Regions from separate parts of the Mus musculus genome. Here region 1 is linked to region 2. Evidence: chromatin contacts called from public ChIA-PET data. All regions are on one chromosome and are shown on one strand. Each heading gives the region's core, a stretch centred on a gene start, on an enhancer-like site or on the middle of the called end of the contact. The rest is flanking DNA. Distances are from core to core; before and after follow the strand shown.

What was found. ChIA-PET counts read pairs in DNA pulled down with a chosen protein or histone mark.
Region 1: a contact with region 2 is called in an RNA polymerase II ChIA-PET map of memory CD8 T cells, with 8 read pairs. The contact joins the enhancer-like site here to the promoter of Becn1 in region 2. A contact is called at or near these places in 2 of 39 promoter capture datasets (the SN4741 cell line and liver), 1 of 115 datasets of contacts at active chromatin or transcription factors (memory CD8 T cells) and 1 of 9 other capture datasets (pancreatic islet).

What each region holds. Positions count from the first base shown.
Region 1 is chr11:100,894,562-100,900,066 of GRCm38.p6, forward strand. Stat3 (signal transducer and activator of transcription 3) reads right to left here. Exons shown (of 24, transcript NM_213659.3): 12 at 4,233-4,262; 13 at 4,047-4,140; 14 at 3,890-3,937; 15 at 1,762-1,845; 16 at 503-601; 17 at 140-275. Among named protein-coding and RNA genes, the nearest start is that of Stat5a, 38 kb to the left of the region's middle. Within about 2 kb of position 4,025, at least 58 of the 459 cell types and tissues checked have an H3K27ac peak or open chromatin away from gene starts, as enhancers often do. A contact at or near this core is called in memory CD8 T cells, where this site is marked.
Region 2 is chr11:101,298,784-101,304,009 of GRCm38.p6, forward strand. Becn1 (beclin 1, autophagy related) reads right to left here and starts at 3,503. Exons shown (of 12, transcript NM_019584.4): 1 at 3,349-3,503; 2 at 2,945-3,073; 3 at 226-293. The coding sequence starts at 3,071.

The DNA of each region.
Region 1 (5,505 bases), core at 2,775-5,274, 400 kb before region 2:
TTTGGCTTTTTAAAGAAAGAAACATGCTCTTCAAACACACTTAGCAACCTGGTCCTGGCATGGTGCCTTGCCCTAGGCTGACATGGGGACCCCGACTGAATGACCACCCCCCAGGCCAGACATGTCTGAAGCTGTCAACCTAGGAGCTTCTCAGCCAGCGTTGTCAGCTGCTCGATGCTCAGCCCCCGCTTGGTGGTGGACGAGAACTGCCAGCTGAGCACCTCGGCCACTTGGTCCCAGGTTCCAATTGGCGGCTTAGTGAAGAAGTTCACGTTCTATTGAAAAGAACACATTTGTTCACTTGGATGAGAGAGTGACACTGACAGCCTGCACCCACTTGGATGAGAGAGTGACACTGACAGCCTGCACCCACTTGGATGAGAGAGTGACACTGACAGCCTGCACCCACTTGGATGAGAGAGTGACACTGACAGCCTGCACCGGGGGTGGAGAAGCAGCAAGGTTCAGGGATTTCAGAGAGGGTTGGGGGTGGGAAACTCACCTTGGGGTTATTGGTCAGCATGTTATACCACAGGATTGATGCCCAAGCATTTGGCATCTGACAGATGTTGGAGATCACCACAACTGGCAAGGAGTGGGTCTGTAGAGTATGGGGACAGGCGGTGAATGACTTAGTGGGACAGCTGGGCTCTCACAGCTCCCAACCCTTGTCACCCGCATCTCAATAAGTTAGAATTAAAAATCACACCATGGCCACCCCTCACGGCAAGTGCAGGCTGGAGCAAGAACACCAAGAGGAGAAAGACCAGCCTGCATCAGGACCAGCCTGCATCAGGACCAGCCTGCATCAGGACCAGCCTGCATCAGCACTGATGTCTGAACATCATCAGTGACTTGTTCAAAGTCAGGCCCTAAAAACTAACACTAGGGCTGGAGAGATGGCTCAGCAGTTATGAGCACTGACTGCTCTTCCGAAGGTCCCGAGTTCAAATCCCAGCAACCACACGGTGGCTCACAACCATCCATAAAAAAGATATGACTCCCTCTTCTGGAGTGTCTGAAGACAGCCACAGTGCACTCATAATAAATAAATAAACAAACAAACCTTTAAAAACAAACAAACAAACAACTAACACTAACCCAAACACTAAGGCTAACCCAGGCCCTCAGCCCGACTCTCCAGAGACAGACCTGGAAGGCAACCTCCAAACAACCTGCATCTTTCCATGAAGCTGAGGTGTTAGAAATCAAACCTAAGGATGTCTGCTTTTCCAGGTCTAAACTTAATAAGATCAAGAAAGATGGAAAACAGGGGCTGGAGAGATGGCCTATCAGTTAAGAGCACTGACTATTCTTCCTGAGGTCCTGAGTTCAATTCCCAGCAACCACATGGTGGCTTTACAACCATCTGTGATGGAATCTAATTCCCTCTTCTGGTGTGTCTGAAGAGAGTAATGGTGTACTCACATACATAAAATAAATAAATCTTTAAGGAAGGAAGGAAGGAAACAAGCAAGCAAGCAAGCAGGAAAATAAAATCTAAATGGCGGCTACTAAGACCCACTTGCCCAAACTTCATCAAATCGATTCTAAACAATCACTAATATAGATTTTCATAACAGGTACTCAAGCAAGACTTTACTCTTGGGGACAGGGTGGCTCTCAGGGACGTTTCTGAGATAGATAATGAGAAACAAATCCAGGCTGGGCAGACAGCCATCATCCCGGCAGGCGTTCTGTCCTGGCCTCCCTGCACACGCACCCCCGCACACGAGCCGCCTGGTTCTGGGAAGGCCTCACCTCTAGGTCAATCTTGAGGCCTTGGTGGTACACCTCAGTCTCGAAGGTGATCAGGTGCAGCTCCTCAGTCACGATCAAGGAGGCCTGCAACAGCATAAGGTCTCTCAGAGACACTGGCAGGGACACAACTCTGCCCTCTTTCTTCCACCCAAAGACCCAAGGACATGATCCTCACATATGCACTACATAGTACATAACCATATCTTACAATACACATTCAAGGCACGAAGAATAACAAAGCAATGAGCATCCAAGGATAAGCCACCCAGCTTACGTCCTTATTTGAGGGCCAGCAAGATGGCTCAGTGGGCAAGGGCATCTGCCTGCCAACCCGAGCCTCATCCCTGGGACCCACTTGGTGGAAGAAGAAACAAGTCCTTCAAGTGGCAACTTGACCTTCACATTCACACCATCGCACATGTGCGACCATACACAAACACAGACACACAGGAAGGAAGGAAGGAAGGAAGGAAGGAAGGAAGGAAGGAAGGGAGGGAGGGAGGGAGGGAGGGAGGGAGGGAGGGAGGGAGGGAGGGAGGGAGGGAGGGAGGAAGGGAGGATGGGAGGGAGGAGGGAGGGAGAAGGAGGGAGGGGAGAGAAAGAGGAAGGAGGAAGGAAGGGAGGGAGGAAGAGGGAAGGGAGGGGAGGGAGGGGAGAGAGAGGAAGGGAGGGAGAGGGAGGAGAGAGGGAGAGGGAGGGAGAGGGAGGAGGGAGGGAGAGGGAGGAGAGAGGAAAGGAGGGAGGGAGAAAGGGAAGGAAGGAGGGGAGAATAGGAAGGAATAAAGGAAGGCTTCTTAGGTTTCTTCTCTCTCTCCCTCCTTCCTTTTATATGCACTAGGGAGCAAACTCAGGGTCTCATGCATCTAAGTGCACCCCAACACTGAGCGATAGCCTAGCATTATCATCCCGCATAAGTTGCCATTATCACCGAGATTCCCCAGGTGAATCCCCCTTCTCTGCACTTTACTGTGTCTTTGTCTCTGCTGTCTCCCAGCTCCTCCCAACCGTGTTCATGGTTGTTTCTCCAAGCATGTGTACTTCACACAGTGAACTGCACTCTCAGTGTGTTCCTGCTCCTGACACCCCACCCCCACCTTGATGAGGGTCTGTGGTCCCGTGCAGGTCCCAGTTCCTCTTTCAGAGCTGTAGAGTACTCCACTGCCTACACCACAGCTCATGACCCCAGTGCTGAGAGATCTGAGCTGTGTCAATGACCAATGGCTGTGACTGTGTTATCTGTCCTTAGTTCACCTATGCAAAGCTTTCTTTACTGTTAATTCCTAAGACTGGAACTGCCGGTTTACAGGGTGTGCTCATTTTTATGCCAAGTCACTTTCTAAAGTGACTGTGATAACCTTCAGTGCCACACAAGCAGTCAAGCAATGTGGCTACCTGTGGTCATGAGCTGTGGTGTAGGCAGCAGAATACTCTACAGCTCTGAAAGAGGAACTGGGACCTGCACGGGACCACAGACCCTCATCAATTAGTACACAAATTACTGATGAATTCTCAGGAATGAATTTCCAGCTCTTTTACATGTATGTGCTGAATGACAGAATGATCTCAAACTCACAATTCCCCTGCCTCAGCTCCTGAGCACAGTTTGGTTGGTGGTTTTTTTTTGTTTGTTTTGTTTTGTTGTTGTTTTTTTTTCTGTTTAGCTCTGACTGGCTGACTTGATGTCTTCCTTTTGTCTCACCAGGCACTGAAAAGGGAGCCAGCTGGCAGGTAGTAGCAAGGGACTCTGGGAAGCCCCGGGCAATGTGGAAACTTCTTTTCTACCAGATGGGTGTGGGTAACAGCTTGGCGAGGGACTTCCCACTGCTGAAAGGGAGCCAACTCCCCAACACTCAGGGAAATGTTTCTCGCTAGAAAACTCCACAGCACCTGTGACTTCTGAGCATGTCACCCTGGCCCAGAGCGACCAACTTTTCTAAAGGACAAACATCTGAAGTAGTGGGTTAAAGTTTTAATTCTGGGTTGGAGAGAGGGAGAGAGGGAGAGAGGGAGAGAGAGAGAGAGAGAGAGAGAGAGAGAGAGAGAGAGAGAGAGAGAGAGCGAGAGAGCTTTCTCTTTCTTCCTCAAAGAAAGAAAACAATTGCTTTTAGCCCGAACAAAACTTACTTACATCACAATTGGCACGGCCTCCATTCCCACATCTCTGCTCCCTAAGGGTCTGGAAGAAAGGAAGAAGAAGGAGGCAAGTGTCACTTGAGGCTGTGCCAGTCTCTCCCCCCTCCTCTGCCACCTGGCCTGTGCCGCCTCCTCTCCCCTCGGACACCGACCAGGTGCTTGAACTCTGCAGACAGGCTGCCGTTGTTAGACTCCTCCATGTTCATCACTTTTGTGTTCGTGCCCAGAATGTTAAATTTCCGAGACCTAAATCATGGGAGAAAAACCAACACACAGTGAGCGCTGAGTAGCCAGAGGGTAAAGTTGGATGAGAAAGAACAAAAGGAGGCCCAACTTACCCTCTGAGGGCAGCAACATCCCCAGAGTCTCTGTAAAGAACACAGACAAGGGTTAATAAAAGCTGAGATTAGAGCCCCTCTTTCTTTCCAGAACCTACTCTGATGGAACATGCCTTTCGATGCTCAGTTACATTTTCGGTGTGAAACACAACTCTGTATGCACTTAAACAGTAGCCTTAGCTGGGGGCCTAACCACAGCTTCTTTCCCTTCCTAAGGAAAGCTCCATTCTCTCAGTAAGGGATGGCAGAGCCATCTATCTCCAGGGAACCCCGATCACTGCATTCATCAGAACAGAGGAAGCCACAGAGCAGGTGAAGACGGGGTCTGCCTTGTCTGTTTTGTCGGCTTTCCGAGACAGCGCTCTGTGTAGCCCTCCTGGCTGTCGTGGAACTTGCTCTGTAGACCTGAACTCAGAGATCACCTGCTTCTGCCTCCTGGGTGCTGGGATTAAAGGCCTGTTCTCAGCCAGACCAAGGAGGCAATAGCCTAGGCTGATCTTCTGTCCACAGCCATGAGACCACCTGGAAGGGAACCTGTCTACAGCTGGCACGGTAAGGATGGCACGGTAAGGATGGCATGGAAGACCCAGGGTTCCTGAAGACACCTGTGAGTCACCAGCCTCATCCTTAGGTACTTGCCCCAACTGCATTTCCAGTTACACGGGTGGTGAATTTCCTTATTATCGGAGCCACGCTGGGTTTTCCAGAAAGGTATGTTGTTACCAAAAACTGACACCACCTCCCACAAGGCAGCTGGAAATGCTATCCTCACGTGACCACTGCTGCCTGTCTCTGACAGGCCATCTTTTTATATTATGACATTTCTGTCTTTATCTTATTTCAGAACACTATTTTACAAGTTCTTCTTAGCCAGACTTGGTGTCAGATACCTTTAATCCTAGCACTGGGGAGCACAGGCAGGTGAGTCACTGTGAATTCAAGGCCAGCCAGGGTTGTAGAGTCAGACGCTCTCTCAAAATAAAACTAAGTAAAATTTCTTTTCCATTGCTATATTTTTACCTACAAATAGCATGTGTTGGTGGGTTTGTGGAAGAAGATTATTAACTTCAAACCAGTTCTCTTTCCATATACTCTATTTTCAAGCATTACTTATTTACACGTTTATTTTTCAGTATGGGGGTTGAACCCGGGCCTCGTGCATGCGTGCGTGCTAGGTGAGCCTGCAATACTGAGCTGCACACACTCAAACTTTTCTTTTCAATGCTTCAGGCAAACCGGGCAGGGTTTGCAAGGGTTTTGAACACAGCTGTTC
Region 2 (5,226 bases), core at 2,253-4,752:
GCTAGCCTCGCATCTGTCATCTTCAGGGCCTCTGCCTCCTGTGGTTAGGATTACAGGAGGGCAACATCGTGTCTGGCTAGAATCTCTCTTATGAACCACTCTTTAGTACGAGCCCCAGCGCCCGGAGGCCCCAACACTGCAGAGCTCCAGGCTGTGGGCTGGTGTGTGCATAACCAGCTGCCGGTTAGGTTTAGGAGGAGGATGGGGAGAGGGCACTGCTTTTACCTCTCCTGAGTTAGCCTCTTCCTCCTGGGTCTCTCCTGGTTTCGCCTGGGCTGTGGTAAGTAATGGAGCTAAGGGCAAGGAAAATCCTGAGTCAGAAACAGTCTTATCAAAGCAGGAAGGCTTAGCAAAGCATGGGGAAGAGTCGGAATTCACCTCATTACCAGCCCCAACCCTACCACAATTCTCCCTCTCTGTTCTCACTTTGTAGCCTGGCACTCATTAGACAGACTAGACGGGCCTCTAACTCCCTGAGATACACTTGTCTGTCTCCTGAGCACTGGGATTAATTTGTGCCACCATTCCCGCCCCATCCCCCTTTTTAAATTCTTTATACAAACAAAAATGTTTTTTTCCCCCTTTTCCTGTTAGTAGAATGTTAAAATCCTAAAAGCACCATGACTTTAAGAGTCATATAGAAATAGTTTTCATGCGCTAGGCATTTACTTTAAAGGTATTTCAGAGACGAGAGCAAGGAATGGGTCTTCAGACCAGGTGTGTTGGCAATTGTTGAAACTAGGTGGCGGGCACACAGGGATTCATTATATACTTAAAACCTTTTAAAAGTTTTTAGAACTTTTTTAAAAAAATTATGTGTATATGTCACATAATTTTGGGGTGTGGGTTGTCCACATGTGGACAGGAAGAAGGCGTTGGGTTACCTGGACCTGGAGTTACGGGCAGTGTGCCTGTCCACTGGGAGTTAAACTCAGGTTCCTCTGGAAGAGCACTAAATGTTCCTAACCAGTGAACCCTCTCTGCAGGCCTATATCTTAAGTTTTTCCATCACAAAAGTTAGCATCCCTTTTCCCTAGAATAACTGGGAAGGAATAAAATAATTTTCTGGGAAGCTGTATGTAATCTGATTGTACTCATGTATCAAGGATGTAGGGCTAGGGATGTGGCTGAGTGACAGAATCCCTGGTATGGGAAGAGGACAGAGAGCCAGGTACAGTGGTACATGGCTATAATCCCAGTGCTTCAGAATCTGAGGAAAATCTTTTTTGTTTTGTTTTGTTGTTGTTGTTTCAAGACAGGGTTTTTCTATGTGGCCCTGGCTGTCCTGGAACTTACTCTATAGTCTCACTGGCCTCAAATTCAGAAATCTTCCTGCCTCTGCCTCCCAAGTTCTGGAATTAAAGGCGTGTGCTACCACTGCCGGGCTGAGTCTGAGGAAATTCAAGCATGTGTTTAAAGCAAGCCTCTGTTATATAAGACTCTACCTCAAAAACAAAACATCACCAACAAAGACACAGCTAATATTCATTCAATGACAATCTATTCAGCCGTTTTTTTTAAAAGCATGAACTCCTGTCATTAAGACTGAAGGACATACATTAAATGAGATTATCCAGGCCCAGTAAAGCAAGCACTGCCTGGTCTCACTCAGGTGTGGTGCATCTCATTTAAACTGAGAACAATATGATGGTTATACACAACAGACTGGTTAGACAGGAGAAAAGTTCTGCTCTACTGGACGGTGCTGACTATGGGTACCAATGGTGGACTGCACAGTCCCCAAAAGCCAGCAGGGACGATTAGAAATGTTTCAACCACAAGGAAACAAACAAACAAACAAAACGTTAGAAGAGACAAATGTGCCAACCCTGATTTGAACATCATTACATGTGTATTCAAACATCAAGTGGCACCCCCTAAATATATCAGGTTTTAAAATGTATGAACACTAGTTTAGAAACATGTAAAGCCGGGCATGGTAGCACACAGACCTCCTTTATTCCAACACTTGGGAGATGAAAGCTTTCAACACACAACATTAACCTTTAAAAATGAAAAATAAGCCAGGTGTGGTGGCGCACACCTTTAAGCCCCAGGACTCTGAAGGCAGAGGCAGGACAATCTAGCCAGGCAAGGGCTAGAGTGAAACTCTGTCTATACCAACAGCAAGAACAATGAAAATAATTTTTTTTTAAGGAGAAGAAAAATAAAGAGCTGGGCAGATCACTCAATAGCTTAGAGCACCTGTTGCTCCTGTAAAGGACCTAGGTTCGAGTCCTAGCCCTCACACGGTGGCTCACAACCACCTGTTAACTCCAGTTCAGGGATCTGACGCCCTCTTCTGGCCTCTCCCGGCATCAGGCATTCTCGTCATGGACAGATGTACATGTAAGCAAACCACCTATACACATAACTAATACTAATTATGAATAAAAATGAATCAAGGTCTAGGGAGCTATATACAACAAAGCCAAGGTTTCCATGCTAATGCCAGGCCCATGAACGTGTTTAAACTCGCTAATCACCTCTCTCACTCTCTTCTTCAGGCTTCAAGGCTCTCCTACACTTCACTGGACCTCAGGTAAGTATGCTCACTGATGGCTCTAACCTCAACTCGTCACCTGTAAGAGGATGCACCATGGCACTTCTCCTGTCCTTTTTATTTTTGGAAACAGGGTCTCATTCAATAGCGCAGGCTGGCCTGGAACTTGAGGCAGCTCCGGCGTCAGCCTCCTGAGTTGCTGCAGTTATAGATGTGAGCCACCAAGCCTGGTTTCCACGGGGACTGTTACAGGACACCTGATTGATACACTGGTAAATCTTCAAGAAATTCTGTTATATGTGAATACTCCTTCACTCTGGAGACACTGTCAGAGGTCTATTCCTGACGAGAAAACCGAAAGCCAGAGACCGCCACCTCAATGTCCCTAAAGTTGCCCACTTCCCTCCTTCTTGACCACCCCTTTCCTCGGATCCTGCTGACCTGTGAGTTCCTGGATGGTGACCCGGTCCAGGATCTTGAAGCTCGTGTCCAGTTTCAGAGGCTGGCTACAGCGCTGGCACACGAAGCTCACCTGCATGGTGCTGCTGGACGCCTTAGACCCCTCCATGCCTGCGACAGCGGAGAAAAGACGACGTTAAGAAGAATCGGCTCCTTTGAACCTCGGGCCCGAGGCTACCCGCTGCCTTGGTGGTGGAGGTGAAGAGGAAAATCCCGGTCCGCGCCGTTCCCTCTGGGAGTGGGATGACACCAAGAGGACCCGCTTCCGGGGCAGAGCCCAGCTAAGGCAGTCTAGTCTCCCGAGCGGGGAAACGGGGCACCAGAGTGGCCGCCAGGGACTCTAGGCTTCTTCCTAAGGTCTCACTTCAGGCCCCGACGCTCCTCACCTCAGGAGCCCGGAGCCCGCCACCCAGGCTCGTTCTACCGCGGGGGCACGGTGGCCTCGGGTCCGCCCCGGAGCGAGACCTCCAGAGTTCCCATCGCCCGGTCTTCAGCTACTTCCCGGTCGGCTAGCTGAAGACTTCCGCCCAGGACCAGAAGTGACGTCACGACGGGAGCTGACGCAAGGACCCCTGCTCCAGATCCCTGTTTACCCGGCTCGGAGCGCCATCCAAAGGCCGAGCGGGGAAGTGCAGCAGTGCCGACAGGTGGGCCGAAGCTGCCCACACTCTTCTGATTTAGACGGTCCACTCAAGATTTGTTACTTCCAAGTGGAGCCACTTCTATATTCCTTAGGGATCAGGGTGTTGTTTGTTTGTTTGTTTGTTTGTTTGTTTGTTTGTTTGAGACAGGGTTTCTCTGTGTAGCCCTGGTTGACCTGGAACTCGCCCTGTAGACCAAGCTGGCATCCACTTCACAGAGATCCACTTGCCTCAGCCTCCTAAGGGCTGTGATTAAAAGCGTGCACCACCACCTTCCGGCATGTGTGAGCTTTTAAAGTGTATTTTTGGGAGAGTCAAATTGTCTAAACCCTTCTGAGGGAGTGCGTTTGGCAGGATGGTAAATTTTATTGTTATATGTATGTATGTATGTGTATGTGTGTATGTATGTATATATGTTTGTATATGTGTATATAATAAAATGCAAATACATTAAAGGTGATAGTTATATGTATGTATATATGTGTATGTGTGTATTATGTATGTATATAACAAAATGTAAATAAATAAAAAGGTGACAGTGGAGACTGGAGAGATGGCTCAGCAGTTAAAAGCACCAACCGCACTTCCAGATGACCTGGATTAAATCAAATCCATCCACCCACATGGCAGCTCATAACTGTCTGTAACTCCAAGAACTGACACCACTATCACCACTTTCACACAGTCATCCATGTATGCAAAACACCAATGCATTTGTGGTGTGTGTGTGTGTGTGTGTGTGTGTGTGTGTGTGTGAGAGAGAGAGAGAGAGAGAGAGCTGGCTCCTGTGAGTATGTGTGTATCTGGAATCATATCCAAGGCCTCTCATATACTAAGCAAGTACTCCACCAATGAACTGTATGTCCAGCCCTACTTTGTAAGTTTAACATATGTGGGCTGCCAAGATGGCTCAACCTGTAAAAGTGTGTGCACCAAACGTGAGAGAGACCCTAAGGTCAATTCCTAAGGATCGGAGTAGGAGGAGATGAAGTTGACCTCCAAAGGAATTCCAGGGTATGGACTGCCCTCCACCACCACTAAGGATAATAAAAATAATTGAATGTTTTCCATGTTGCTCCAGTTTTGTTAATTAACATTCTCATTGCTGCAATACATCACAGCAGAAACGCACAGATTACAGTGAATTTCTTTATTGATGGAAACTTCCATTGCTTCCAATTTGGGTGGATACAATAATATCACAATGAGGAATTGACTTTGTCCTAGAACAGAACCTTATCATTAAAAGTACTGTAGACTTTGGAATCTTCTCTTTATTAACATTGGCAGTTGTTTTCAAAACAACTCATATTATATTCTGCCTCTAGTAATCCATTAAAGGGCCTGTTTTATGATGCCTTGCCCAGTATTGGATAAGATATATTTGAGGAACAATAGCAGACAATGGCAGTTCTCCATTCTTTTTTTTTTTTTTTTTTTGGTTTTCAAGACAGGGTTTCTCTGTATAGCCCTGGCTGTCCTGGAACTCACTTTGTAGACCAGGCTGGCCTCAAGCTCAGAAATCCACCTGCCTCTGCATCCCGAGTGCTGGGATTAAAGGCATGCGCCACCATGCTCGGCTCCAGTTCTCCATTCTTGTAATTGATATCACTGATTGCTGAT